Regions from separate parts of the Sus scrofa genome. Here regions 1 and 3 are each linked to region 2. The links are chromatin contacts, called in public Hi-C and promoter capture Hi-C maps. All regions are on one chromosome and are shown on one strand. The core of a region is the stretch at or near the end of the contact, and the rest is flanking DNA. Distances in the headings are between cores, read along the strand shown.

What was found. Promoter capture Hi-C pulls out the DNA fragments that hold promoters and counts their contacts. A called contact is a pair of places that touch in the nucleus more often than the background predicts.
Region 1: a Hi-C map of liver shows a contact between it and region 2, with 4 times the contacts expected there. The contact joins the promoter of CD63 here to the promoter of CDK4 in region 2. A contact is called at or near these places in 1 of 5 promoter capture datasets (liver) and 3 of 47 Hi-C or Micro-C datasets (embryonic fibroblasts, liver and retroperitoneal adipose tissue).
Region 3: a contact with region 2 is called in a promoter capture Hi-C map of liver, with 6 times the contacts expected there. The contact joins the promoter of RAB5B here to the promoter of CDK4 in region 2. A contact is called at or near these places in 1 of 5 promoter capture datasets (liver) and 1 of 47 Hi-C or Micro-C datasets (heart right ventricle).

What each region holds. Positions count from the first base shown.
Region 1 is chr5:21,173,996-21,178,363 of Sscrofa11.1, reverse strand. CD63 (CD63 antigen) reads left to right here and starts at 2,139. Exons shown (of 8, transcript XM_005663878.2): 1 at 2,139-2,691; 2 at 3,290-3,366; 3 at 4,347-4,368. The coding sequence starts at 3,301. LOC106510300 (basic proline-rich protein-like) reads right to left here and starts at 3,302. Exons shown (of 2, transcript XM_013997622.1): 1 at 2,994-3,302; 2 at 2,515-2,925. The coding sequence starts at 3,302. The coding sequence ends at 2,515. LOC102162669 (a long non-coding RNA gene) reads right to left here and starts at 2,471. Exons shown (of 2, transcript XR_303407.3): 1 at 2,353-2,471; 2 at 1,125-1,960.
Region 2 is chr5:23,038,790-23,043,740 of Sscrofa11.1, reverse strand. It overlaps CDK4 (cyclin dependent kinase 4), which reads left to right and starts at 1,782. Exons shown (of 8, transcript NM_001123097.1): 1 at 1,782-1,848; 2 at 2,294-2,530; 3 at 2,690-2,825; 4 at 2,943-3,110; 5 at 3,276-3,385; 6 at 3,634-3,684; 7 at 3,825-3,960; 8 at 4,200-4,535. The coding sequence starts at 2,313. The coding sequence ends at 4,292. It overlaps TSPAN31 (tetraspanin-31), which reads right to left. Exons shown (of 6, transcript XM_021091896.1): 6 at 4,758-4,951.
Region 3 is chr5:21,370,048-21,374,781 of Sscrofa11.1, reverse strand. It overlaps RAB5B (ras-related protein Rab-5B), which reads right to left and starts at 1,449. Exons shown (of 6, transcript XM_021091797.1): 1 at 1,326-1,449. It overlaps CDK2 (cyclin dependent kinase 2), which reads right to left. Exons shown (of 7, transcript NM_001285465.1): 6 at 4,117-4,320; 7 at 2,779-3,839. The coding sequence ends at 3,735.

The DNA of each region.
Region 1 (4,368 bases), core at 890-3,389, 1.9 Mb after region 2:
CTGTGGTGTAGGTTGCAAATGTGACTCGGATCCTGCGTTGCTGTGGCTCTGGCGTAGGCCAGCGGCTACAGCTCTGATTAGACCCTAGCCTGGGAACCTCCATATGCCGCAGGAGCGGCCCTAGAAAAGGCAAATAGACAAAAAAAAAAAAGAGGAATTTTCCTATATAATCATACTGTCATCATACCTAAGAAAATTATTTTCTCAGGTCTAATTCTCAGTCAATATTTAAATTTGCCCAGCTGTTCCCAAAATGTCTTTCATGGTTGTTCAGGCAAAGATGTAATCAAAGAGCAAGCATTATACTTGGTGAGTAGGTATTTAATGTTTCTCAATCTTTTTTTTTTTTTGGTTTTTAGGGCCGCACCCATTGCATACGGAGGTTCCCGGGCTAGGGGTCACCGGCCTACGCCACAGCCACAGCAGATCTGAGCCTCGTAAGCAACCTACACCACAGCTCACTGCAACGTCAGATCCTTAACCCACTGAGCGAGGCCAGGGATTGAAACTTCAACATTATGTTTCCTAGTCAGATTCATTTCCGCTGTGCCACGACGATGCTAACTCCTAAAGTTTCTCAATTTGACTTCAGACCAGCTTCCCTCCCGTCCATCTGTCACCACATCCTTCCCCAGCCCTGTGAGGCAGCTGGCCAATCCCAATCTGCCATGGACTTTATTTTTAAATTAAAAAAGAGTTTGTGTTTTTGCTTTTTAGGGCTACATTCGCACAACTCAAGGCCACGCCGGCTCCTTAACCCACCGAGCAATGCCAGGGATCAAACCCACATTCTCATGGTTACTAGTTGGGTTTGTTAACCCACTGAGCCACAGTGGGAACTCCCTGCCATGGACTTTTAAAACTACTCCTTTTTTGGAAGTTCCCATTGTGGTCCAGCAGTAATGAACCCAACTAGTTATGAGGATGCGGTTCAATCCCAGTCCTCGCTCGGCTCAGTGGGTGAAGGATCTGGCCTTGCCGTGAGCTGTGGTGTAGGTTGCAGACACCGCTCGGATCTGGCGTTGCTGTGGTTGTCTCTGACTCAACCCCTAGCCTGGGACCTTCCGTATGCCTGAAAAGACAAAAATTAAAAATAAATAAATAAATAAACAAAACGACTCCTCTTTTACACCTGGCCCTTTCCTTGGCACTGGAACTGATGCTTGCCCTTTTATTCGCCAAGCTCCCCTGGGAGAGCACCACCCACCTCTGTGAAATCTTTTTCTTTTTCCCTCTGGGGCATCGGCACCTCCTGCCCCTCCCTCTGAGCTAGTCCAGCTGCCACCAGGGGTTTCTGCGTCTATTCACAGTGTGGGCTTGGTTCTGCCTGCTGGCAGAGGACAGGGCCATCAACTTCCTCACCTCGCTGGCCCTGTGCCCAGCACATGCCTGGCAGAAACAGAGGAATACTCCTTTCTTCGGAGTCTTGGCTCCTCCTCCCCAGCCTGCCTGCAGGTGATAACTGGGGAGCAATGTCCAGAAGGGGCTTGGTGTGTTTCGCTTGAAGATAGTGATCCTGGAAACTGGTTCTCAGCCCAGCCCAGCCCAGTGCGCCTTCCTTTTGCTCTTAAAGTTTCCTTCCTTCTTTGTGTACACACACCACAGCTCAGGAAATGGTTCTTCAGGCAGGACCAGAAAAACGCAAGGGGTGGGTTCAGGCTGGGCGGGCAGCGGTGTGGTGGCTGGTTCCGTCCTTGCCCCGTTCACACAGTTTCTTCTGGAGCCCACCCCCCCCTCACCTTCCAGTCCTCTCCAGGCTTTGCCCCTGGGCTGTCCAGGACGGGCGAGGAAAATGCAGGGAATACGTGCTGTGCTCGCCTAAGTGTCCTCGGCACGCCTCCCGGGTAACAGGCTGATCCGGGAGTGGAGGGAGGGACCTCATTCATGACGCATCATGACTGACGGGGTGGGATGTCCTGGGAAAGGCTTCCTCTATTTCTCCGCTCACTCCTCCGGAATCCTACAAAATGGAGAATGGACTAACAATGGGAGCGGAGAGAAGGAACACCCCTTCTAGAATGGTGGGGGACCCCCAGGATGTGAAGCCAGGGACTTTCTAAAAGTGTTTATTCGCGACCCACCCTATCCCAGGGACCCAACAGCGCCCTCTACTGACTCGGGGAAGGGGTGAGGGGCTGGAACAGAGTTGGAGCGAGAGGAAGGGAGTGGGCTCTGGGTGGAGGATGAGGAGGCCTCTTGAAGACCATCTTGTCCCCTCGCCTCAGCTCCGCCGCCCGGGCTGGGTGCACAGAGGGTTCCTCTGGGCCGCTCATCCCTCCTTTAGCTCTCACACGTCTCCCCCGTTTGCCTGAGCCAAAGAAAAGCAGGCGGCGCCTGGTCCCCCTCTCCTACCCCGAGTTGGCACGGGGCTGGGGAAGCCAGGAGAACCCAGGCACCCCGGGGTCTTGCCCTTGGTGCCCTCCCTTTGCGGGGGGTGGGCGCCGTCTTCCAGGCAGGGGCCACGTGGCCTTGACCCGGCCGGGGTCTCGGCCTTCCTCCTGCAGGCCGGGTGACTCAGGCCGCAGCTGTTCTCGCGTCACATGAGGGAGGCTGGCGGCTACTCGGCGGGGGAGGGGGCTGCGGATGGAGCCGGGGCGGGGCCGCGCGCCGGGCGGGGCCGGAGCCGGGGGGCGCAGCTAGAGAGCCCCTGAGCCGCGGCGGGAGTGCAGCGCACAGCCTCGGGGAGCCCAGGTGAGGCCGCGGAGCCCGCTCCGGCTCTGGCGTCGGGGTGTTGGGGGGAATCGCCAGCCGCTCCCCGCTCAGGGCCTCGCTCCGGGCCTCTGAAGATCGGCTTCGCTCCCCCGCTGCTCCCGAGGCCCTCGCAACTTTGCAACTTTGGAAAGTTCCGGAGGCCCGGGAGGGGTGGGATGCGGAGCGCGGGACGCACTTATTTTTGGCGGTGGTCAGAGCCCAGGGGAAAGTGGCCTGGGGATCGGGCTAGAGCTGAGGACAATTTTGGGGGGCTGGTTGGGTGGGGAGGGGGTGTTTAACACCTGGGGGCTGGCGGGCCCAGGGTGGGCGTCCAGCCCTGGCCCCAGCGGGCGCCCTTGGATCAGTCCGGGGCCAGGGACGCGGCGGGGCGGGGTCCGGGCTGGGCGACGGGCGCCCCCACCCCTCTCCTGCAGGGAGAAGAGGGGGCTGGGAGACGTGGATCTGACCGCGGGTTTCCGGGTGGGAGGGGCCGGGAATGGGGGCCGCGCAGGGGAGGTCTCGAGGGCCGGCAGGGCGCTCCGAAGCCCGGATACCCCTTCGACCGGTTCTAATCCCCCTGCCCTCCCCTGTGCCCCAGGCCAGGCAGCCATGGCGGTGGAAGGAGGAATGAGATGTGTCAAGTTCTTGCTCTACGTTCTTCTGCTGGCCTTTTGCGTGAGTGGGGAGCGGGGACGATGGGGGCGCGCTGGCAGGGTGCGGGGAGAACTGGCTCGGGAGTGCTGACGGCTGAGGGGTCAAGAAGGAAGGCAGCTGGAGAGCAGATGTGGAAGGAACTCCCGGCTAACGGCCGAGGGCAGCGCGGCCATCGCCTCCTCCAGCTCAAAGCAGGGATCTTTGAGACTGTTTGGGATCGAGAATGGCCGGCCTGGGTGCCTAGCACCCTCCCCGTAATCCCTCCTTGCCTTTCCTGTCTGGTGACCCAACCTCTTGTGATATGGGGCAGTGGGGCAACCCGCCAACGGCTTGATGCTATCACCACGGGGTGCCCCTCCGCACCCTCCACCCCCCCTTCCTCTCCATTCCCTCATACCCCCTCCTTCCTGCTTGGGGGTTGGAGAGGGCTCTGTCCACCTAGATGGCTCCTGCCCTGGGCCCCCGGCTTGAGAGAGGATTGTTTGTCCAGGGAGGGGCAGGTCACCCTTACCCCGCTTCCTCCTCCCTTCTCCTCCCTGGCCTAGTGGGCCTGAGGAACCCGAGTCCTGAGGAACCCTAGTGGGCCCCAGGAACCCTAGTCACAGCTGGTGAGGATGTGGTGGGCACTGGAGGACAGTGAGAGGGCAGTTCTGGGAGCCCTGGAGGCCCATAGGAAGAGGCTCACAGGAAGCACTTCTCTTTGTTGGGAATTTGTGCCCTGGGGTCAAGGCTTTCTGGGAACTTCTCTTTTTGCCTTGGTGAGGAGCGGGTTGTGGAAGGTGTGGTTCCTTCTGACTGCCTTCTCTGAGAGCCTTGAACAGTTTCCCAGCCCTCCCTGGCAAGGATGGCTCACCCTTCTCCCCCACAGTTAGGTCCCCTGGAGGTGTGAGAATCCGTCTCTGGAGTGGGGTTCTGGTCTGTGTCCCGGGTCCATCGCGCCCTCCACCTTGGAGGGCTGATGGGTTGTGCGGCCTCTCAGTCCTGCTCTGTCCTCCCCGCAGGCCTGTGCCGTGGGACTGATCG
Region 2 (4,951 bases), core at 533-3,032:
TCCAGCATTGCTGTGGCTGTGGTGTAGGCTGGCAGCTACAGCTCTGATTCGAACCCTAGCCTGGGAACCTCCATATGCTACAGGTGTGGCCCTAAAAAAAAACAAAAGACAAAAAAAAAAAGAATGCAACACAATTTATGTTCATCTCAAGCTTGACATCCTCAGCCAGATGGTTAAGGAGAACAGAAGTTAGGGTGCAAGGAGAGCAAATAGACTAATAGAATGGTTTCAGATATTAGACAGTTTATCATTAATGAGACACTGATCCTTACGTTTCCTTATCCCCATTCCCCCAAAGGGTTGGGAGATAAAGAAGTTGGAGCCAGTAAGACAAGAGAAGCCAGAGAAACCTGCCTATTGCCTACCTAGATGTCTGTGAGTGGGGAACATTTGTTCTGTGGAGGGACAAAGGCTAAGGAAGCTTGCACTGGTGGAAGAGAAGGCCACTCAATGGCCCCATATAAAAAGTTAGAAGGTTTGGACAAGGGCATAGTCATTTTTATGCAATGTGGTGGTAACTTCCTTGCACACACTCATTCCTATATCCATCTGTATATGATGTATATAATAGCGTGCGCGCGCGCGTGCACACACACACACACACACACACCATCTTAGTGCAGAAAAGAAACTTTTTTTTTGGCCCCACCTGTGGCATATGGAAGTTCCCGGCCAGGAACTGAATCCGAGCTGCAGATGTATCAACGTGGGATCGCTAACCCCCTGCGCCTGGTAGGGTTGAACCTGTGCCACCACAGAGACAACTAACTCAACGGATCTCACCCCGCTGCACCACAGCAGGAACTCTGGAAAAGAACCTTAAAGGTCAAGTATTCCTGTTTCCAGCTCATTAATAACCTCTCTGCCAGGAGGTATCTAGATTCTGCTTTAACACTCCCAGGGAGAAATGGAAGTTCTGAAGAGGTGAAGGCACACTACCTTGCCACGCTTCCTGTTGGATTACTGTATTTATCTGCCTTCCATCAGTCCTTTAATGCTAGTTTTGCCCTAAAACGGGTATTGTGTCCTCTCTATTTTATATGATCACGCTGCCGGCTATATCTTTACATATAGCCTTTTCACTACCTTAAAGGGCTAGTGCCTGAGACACCAAAAAAACTCATGTAGCAAAAACCGTACATTTACACAGGAAGTAAGCGTTCGGTAAAAATTTGTTGAATGAGTGAATGAAACAAAGACACAAATGAGAATATGTTTTCCGATGGCGGTGGTACATAAAGGCGACAGCACCTCCTCACGTCCCCAGGCCCCCCACTCTGCATATAGAGTGACAGACGCATAGTGACACTGGAGTTGGCGCTCCGGCTCGGCCTGCAATGGGGAATTGGGATCTGGGTGGCCCAGGTTGCCATGGCACCGTATTGGACTCCACCTTCTCTAGGCTCCCGCCCCCCCCTCGCCAGAGTTACGGCAGCCAGTCACGTGCCCTACAGCGTAACCACACCTCTGCTCCTCCAAGCAGTCAAGCGGTCACGTGTGATAGCAACAGATCACGTGGCTGCCATCGCCCCTCCGCCCCTTTCCCTTCCCCGCCCCCTTCCCGGTCAAATAGGCTCCAAGCTGCCTTTCTGCGCACGCGTACTCTGGTCACGTGTTCCGAACGTCCGGCACATTCGCCCCGCCCTGCCAGTTTCCGCGCGCCTCTTTGGCAGCTGGTCACATGGTGAGGGTGGGGGCAAAGGGGGCCGCTCTAGCCTGCGGCCTATGTCTATGGTCGGGCCCGTAGAGTCCAGCTGCCCCAGACAGAGCTCGAGTGCATGGCGCTGCAAGAACCGGCTCCGGGGCCCCGATAACGGGCCGCCCCCGCAGCTCCTGACACGGGGCGAGGTAAGTGTAGCCCCCTTCCAGGAATAGGGACCATTCTAGTCCTCCCCGGCTTCCTACGCGGGCTGGTCTGGAAGGGTCGCTCGAGGGCGGGAAGTGGTGCAGGGTGTAGTATGTTCCTTTGTGGTCATAGGGAGGTGTAATTTAAAGGACTAGGTGAAGGGTCTTCAATGCAGGGGGTGTGTCGTGTGGGATTTCCCTTGTACAGGGCTTGATAGTCCCAAAGAAGAAGGAATTTTTTAATTCTAGGGCCTCACGTGGCTGGAGGGCTTTTGGTTAATCATTGTGTTACCTAGGGGGGTCGGCCTTATGGAAATTTGGGGAAGGGACGGGATGCTGCTCTTGTTGTCTTTGGGATATGTTTTGTGCGAGACACTTTGTTGCCGCAGGCTCATAACTATTTGAACTCTGGAAGGGAATTTGGTGGCAGGAGTCTCTGTGATTGTAGGGTCTCATCTGGTCTGAGAATGGCTACCTCCCGGTATGAACCAGTGGCGGAGATTGGTGTTGGTGCCTATGGGACCGTGTACAAAGCACGGGATCCCCACAGTGGCCACTTTGTGGCCCTCAAGAGCGTAAGAGTCCCCAATGGAGGAGGTGCTGGAGGGGGCCTGCCCATCAGCACGGTTCGTGAAGTGGCCTTACTGCGCCGGCTGGAGGCTTTCGAGCATCCCAATGTTGTCCGGTGAGAAGAAGGTGGAGGGTTGGGAGTGGGTAGTAAAAAGGAATAGACAACCTGTAGGTGGGGAGTGGTGGTTGAAAGAAGTGGGGACCCTGAAGGAATAGGGGAAGCCATGTTAGGTCAAAGATGATTGATCACTGAGTGACCTTTTGTTCTGGCCAGGCTGATGGATGTCTGTGCCACTGCCCGAACTGATCGAGAGACCAAAGTGACCCTGGTGTTTGAGCATGTGGACCAAGATCTAAGGACATATCTGGACAAGGCACCCCCACCAGGCTTGCCGGTGGAGACCATCAAGGTGAGTAGGATGGACATATACTGAGAAGTAAACTGGGATCTTTGTAGTAGCATCTGTTGTGGCTTCCAGTATGATGCCTAGTTTCCAGTTTCTCTGTACCTCCCCCTTCTAAACCAGGATCTGATGCGTCAGTTTCTAAGAGGCCTAGATTTCCTTCATGCCAACTGCATCGTTCATCGAGACCTGAAGCCAGAGAACATTCTGGTTACAAGTGGTGGGACAGTCAAGCTGGCTGACTTTGGCCTGGCCAGAATCTACAGCTACCAGATGGCACTTACACCTGTGGTCAGTAGAAAGATGGTAGCCAAAATGGCTTCTGGTTAGTGGGAGGAGAATGCTTGCTCGTAGCAGTTGGGAAGTCACGTGTTTTTTACGTGCTTGACTTCAGTGAAGCAGTTGTGCTTCATGGTAAGGAGTAGGGACCTCATCGACCCTTCTTATTCCTATTAGGTGGTTACACTCTGGTACCGTGCTCCAGAAGTTCTTTTGCAGTCTACGTATGCAACACCTGTGGACATGTGGAGCGTTGGCTGTATCTTCGCAGAGATGTTTCGTCGAAAGTATGGGGCCCAAATAACCCATAATTTCCCAAATCTCTTATTCATAAACCACATCCATGTCATGGCCACTCTTCTACTTGAGTACTCCTGACCATCTGGTCTATAACCAGAAGCTCTGAAATATCCTGGAATTAGGAATTCCATAGCTCTTTATTCTACATACCCGATGTTCTGAGCTACTAAGCTGTAATCATTCTTCCACCATATGTTTGAAAATGACTGCTGTCTTATGTCTTTTCTCACCTCAGGCCTCTCTTCTGTGGAAACTCTGAAGCTGACCAGTTAGGCAAAATCTTTGAGTAAGTGATTGGGAAGGGAAAAGAGTTTTCCATTCTTAGTCGTCCTCTTTCTGCTGAGCCCTGGTTGGAAACTGGCTCTGCCCCTGGGGGTGGGGGCTAGAGACGGGCCCTCCTGACCAGAGTTCTCCTGTTTCCCATAGCCTGATTGGGCTGCCCCCAGAGGATGACTGGCCCCGAGATGTGTCTCTACCCCGAGGAGCCTTTTCCCCCAGAGGGCCCCGCCCAGTGCAGTCGGTGGTACCTGAGATGGAGGAGTCTGGAGCACAGCTGCTACTGGTACTGGGCTTGGGTATGGGCACAGGGTGAGATTGGGGTGAAAAAACAGCAGTATAAAAGGGACCCAAACACATTGTGATCACTGAGACTCATTAGTGGATGGGCTAGTTTTCTCTTGCTGCTTTGAATGGCAGTCCACAAAGAGAGATAGAAAAGAACCCATTCTAGATATTGTTAAGGGTGAGTAGAAGTCTATTTTGTTTTCTTCACAGTTTTCTGACCTTTGCCTCCCTTCTTAGGAGATGCTGACTTTTAACCCACACAAGCGAATCTCTGCCTTCCGAGCCCTGCAGCACTCTTATCTACATAAGGCAGAAGGTAACCCAGAGTGAGCAATGGAATGGTTGCAACAGAACCAAGAGAAGAGAAGCCAACACTTCCCTTCCTTTGAACACTTGAGAGTCCCTTGCCGAGAAGTCGATCTCTGCCTTCATCTCTGGGGTGTGGAGACGACTGCCTCTGTCTTTTTACAGAGAATATTTTGCTGCCTTAATGACATTCCCCTCCCTCCCCTCCTTTTGAGACTTACCCCCCCCCATTTCCTTACACCAAGGGGTATGTTCCTTGCTCTCCCCTTCCCTGTACCTTGATACTAGAATCCTTTTTTATACAGGAGAAACAAAACAAAGAAATACGGTCTTTTTTCTGGGAATGTTTTTTCCTCTGATTTAGGGATTTGAAAAAAAAAAAAAAAAAAAAAAAACATTTGGAAGATGGCACTTCCCCACAGAATCATAGAGTCTATAGAGTCAGTGGAGCTCCTTAACTGGCAAAAGAAGAAAAGGCACTTATGTTGCTTTTTTGAATATAGAGTTTAAATGGCTTTTATTTTTATATTTACTGAACTTCTTCAAACTGGGTCCAGCTTATTACAAGAGTTCTTGGTGGTTTTCTCCCTGGCTTTGTCCCTGATTTACCCTTGGAGCCAGGATGTGTTGAGGCAGTCCAGCACATGGAAGGGAGAAGAGGGGAAACAGAGCCAGGAGTTCCT
Region 3 (4,734 bases), core at 200-2,699, 1.7 Mb after region 2:
GAGGAGGGGACTCTCACATCTTATTAAATCCATTTTCCTTTTCTCTACTCACCTCCTTCCCCAAGTGCCTCTCCATCTGACCCAACTTTCTAATAGCTCAGAGACCGGGGCTCCTGAAGAAGGAGACAAAGAACAGGGGTGATGCCAACCTTCTGGAATGGAATTTCTCACTCTTCCCCAAATCCCTTCCTCAGTGATATCACCTCATATTTCCAGGCTTGGTTCCACCTAACCATTACCTGCCTGGGAAATACCCAAGTCCAAGTGCCACGAAAGTTTCCCCAACTATGGTCAGAAGGTCTCTGGATGGCTGCGGGATCCCTAAGTCCATTTCCAGTGCAGAAAATAAATCACTGATTCTCCATTGCTGGGTCAGAGACAAGGTATCCAATAAAGACCACATTATTAAGTAGGAAAGAAAGAATGAACACCCCCAAAGCCGACTTCTTAGCTTTTTCACAGGACATGAAACAGGAGGTAAGAAGAAACAGAGACTGCAGTCTAAAGTGTGTGAACGGCCAACAGTTAGAGAAAAAAAAAATTACTTTTGTCTTCATTGGCTACCCCAGGAGTACCAAAAAACTTCAAGTTACCACATCTCCACACGTAATGGGAACAAAAGCATGAGTTCTCGCAAGACCCTGAGCCTCTAGCTCACCCTTTAGCATTCCCAGCAGCTCCCATAACTGATGCGAGACCCTGCTTCCCTTGCTCCAGTTCCGAGTCTTCTAGATTAAGAAAGCTCTCTTGGCTTGTCTCGGTTCTCCCTCACTGAACCCAAATCCCTGTCGGCTCAACTCTGGAGCACCCTAGTTATTTTTATAATAGTCACTTTGCCCGAAAAGAATGCCTCTTACACAGCTAAGAACCTTTCTCTGGCCCTTCCACTGAGACCTCTCGAGAGAGCCTCAGCCCCGGTTCCCCTCGGGGCCCGGGCGTCGGGCTTGACCCCTCCTCACCTCCCGGCATGGGCTTACCTCACCCGCCGCCCCATCCCATCTCCCCAGCTCCTCCCTCTTCGGCGAGGCTCAAAGAGGCCTGCCCCTGCCCGCACGCGAGCCACGGGCCTCCCGCGCCGGCGCCCAGCCCGGCAGCCAACACCACCCAGCCGCCTTCCCGACTCACCAACTTCGGGCTCCCAGCCCGCCCGGCCCCCTCCTCAGCGCCCCCATTAGGCCTGCTGGGGCCCGGCCCCCTTCTCCCCTCTCCAGTGGGCCACTCCAACCCCTCGCGGAGGCCTAGACCCGCCTCTGCCCTCAGGCCAGGCCGCTCTCCTCTCCGGGGCGCCTCCGCCCCTGCCCTTGCGGGCTCCATCAGCCAGGTACCTGGGGCTCCGTCTCCCCCGTCGGGCCCAAGCCTGTGTCGAACAGACAAACAGCTGCAGCTCAACCAAACCCTCCTGCCCCTCCTCCTCCTCCTCGCCCTGGGGCGGGGGCCCCAGCCAATTGCACGACTACCCGCCTACCACAGAGGGTGGGCTCTGTGCGCCCTAATCCGCCAATCCTCTGGAGAAAGGCGGATCTCTTTCGGCGCTATCACCAATGAGTACGAGAAAAGGACTGGACAGACGGGTCTCTGCACCAATACAGAGAGGGAAACCTTGGAGATGGACGAGGTGAGGAGCCACTAAAGAGTGAGCTCCCCGAGATAGGGGGCGGTACACCACTAACAGGCGTGTACCTCAACCAATAAACTCTCGACATCCTCATGACCCCGCCTTTTGACTCATAAACATCTAATCAGGTGAGCGACGGAGGCGGGTCAAAGTGAAATTTTAACCAGTACTTCGAAAATTCGAGACTTGAATGGCAGGCAAGGCGGGGTCGAAAGGCTTTGGAAGGCCGCTACTGACCTCCGCCCCTCCCCCGTATTCGGCAGGCCTGCCTTCAGCGCCCCGCCCTCTATGACAAATTCGCGGGCGTAAGGGAAATACTTCTCTCCGGGACCTGGAGCCTGGGAATTTAAGTACCCTTCACATCGGTGCTTCCTCCTTTCAGTGGGGCTCCGAAGGGTGGCCCACGGGCAGTCTGAGATTTTTTTTGGTGAGATGAAACAATGGCAACTCCTAGAAGTGGTAACTTGAGGAGGCTTTAGCCCTGTTATAGTAATTTTTCATAAGACGATTGATATATTCTCAATTGTACGTAAATATGAATAAACTACTTTGGAAAACTTTACCGTTTGTGATATGAAACAAAAAGGAAAAAAAGGGGAGCTTCCTGGGAAATGCAATGTCAATGCAAATTCCCATGGAGCCCAGTTCCAAACATACTGCTGCTCCTAAACCCTAACCTTGAAATTCTGGAACTGGCACCTCGTACGTATGTGTATGGGATATATGTCTATGTGTAGGTGTTGTGGGGGCAAGGAGAGATGTAAGTTTGTGGGGAAAGAGAAGTAGGAAATACATAAGCTTCGGTTTCCCTAGCTGTAAAATCAGGGCAATAATTCCCACCTTGCCCACCCTCGGCACTATCCCAGTTGCATCACAGAGATCAAAATGGGGATGGGGTGGGTAGCCCTGCACAGAGATTAGGAAAAGGAGTCTGAAACCAATTATCGCATACATTCATATTCTCTCACACACCATTCTTTCAGTAAAACACAGAGATGAGCTATAAAACTAAGAACTTTTTTTTAATGAATTATAAACTAAATTACAAATAATGTTAACAGCAAGAACACTCAAGGACAAAAGGTTGGAGGAAAGAGACAAAATCATAAAAAGAAAAAAAAATTTTTTAAAAACATTTGCATTATAAACCCCAAGGTGCACAGGGCAACAAATCCACCCATTCCCACTTAAAAAACTACTATAACCTGAAATATAAATATAATTGTTCATCCTTCTTTTAAAGAAATATTTTTTCCCCAATGCCCCCACTCAGTCACAGCCCTAAAAAAGTGTCAGCATTCTCAAAACGATGTCTAAACCTTAACTTTCACTCTTATGAGGGTGGCCTTCAGAGGAAGATAGGACTTAGCACCTGATGAACTAAGACTCTTAAAAGGAAGAGAAAAATTCAAACATTTTTCACTTGCCTCTTAAGGCCTCAGTGAAGCATTGTCTTTGTCCCAGAGCCTCCCAGACACCTCTTGCCTGTAGGAGGGACAGGCAAGAAGACTAGGAGCAACCATTTCTACTGCCGCCTCACTAGCACCGCAGAGACTGGGAGTCTTGAATCTCCCAGACTGTTAGGTGAGATGAAACACTACAACTAGGGCATAAACTGGTTGGATCTATTTTTTTAACCTAATTCTTTAAAACAGGTCCCTCCCTATGTTTCTGTTTTGCTTGGGTTTCAAAAGTTCCAACTTAGCCCCGCTGTTATCAGTTAGCTTTACGCAATGGCTGCAGGAGATTTGGGGTCTCCCAAACACAGAAAATAATTTCTGGGCTTTCAGAGACTGGATGGCAATCCCTGTGTGGTGGGAGGAGAAAGAGTCAGTCTTTTTTTTTGTTTTTTTTAAATACCAGCTCTCATAAGTAACGACTAAGAGGAGGGGGGGAGGGTGGTGGAGGCTGACTTAAGTGCATCTAATACTGAAGCTTCCTTTCAATTTCACCTATTGCTCCCCTCTACCCCCTGTTTCTCCAAAGTTGGCTGGCTGAGAGGAGCAGGTGAGTGCTAAGGCAGCCAGACAAGAACAGTGGGCTAAAAGCCCTGGGCCAAGCCAGATCAGGCCCCCACTGGAGGAGAGGGTGAGACGAGGGGTAGGGTTCACAAAGGCCATCAAAGTCGAAGGTGAGGTACTGGCTTGGTCACATCCTGGAAGAAAGGGTGAGCCAGAGCTGCCTTTGCTGAAATCCGCTTGTTGGGGTCGTAGTGCAGCATTTGCTGGAGGGAGAGATGTATGCTGAGTTCAGTAACGTGATAATGGACTAAATGGGCAGCAGGTATCTTGAGAAATTGGGAAAACAATTCCTTTCACCCAAGGTAGAGTTCCCATTTCCTCCCTCCCTATATCTAACAGGTGCGCCAACAGCCATAGGGAAGCACAAGCTAGGGAAACGCTGAGACCAGGAGTCCAGGGCCTCATTCTTCCTTCACCCTGGAAAAACCCAGCCCTGGGGGAGTAAATGAGAGGAAATGGGTGCCCACTCCCCACTCTCACCGATAACAAGCTCCGTCCATCTTCATCCAGGGGAGGCACAACTTTGCTAAAATCTTGCCTGGCCCACTTAGGGAAACTCGGTTTATAATCAGGCATGGAAGTAACTCCTGGCCAAACCACCTCATCTGGGGTCCCAAGAGTCCGAAAGATCCGGAAGAGCTGGTCAATCTCAGAATCTCCAGGGAACAGAGCCCGGCGGGTCACCTGAAAATGGGGAAAGAGGAAAGGCCGAGACCCACATTGACGTCAGTCACAACTGCCCATTGGATAATGGAGGTTCCCACAGGCAGTGGAAGTTCAGCAGGGCCCCATGACTCCCTCCCCAGGGTCTTTCATGGGGTCAGTCACACAGAGCCTGAGACAATGAAGTCCCTTCATCTGTCTCCTTGCCCCCTCCTTCCTTCCCCCAACCATGGCTTTGCAGATCCCCAAGGCTGGGTGGGGCTGGGAGGGGGTGAATGTCTGGGGTGCCACTGACATGTAGCAAAGGGATCCCAAGCCACTCACGGGGTGTGGGGTAGACACTGCGGTCATCCCCCCTCCTTGTGATGCAGCCACTTCTAGATAGGAGCACAGCGGGCAGAGACTGTGTCTTCCATTTCTTCTGTGTTCCCCACA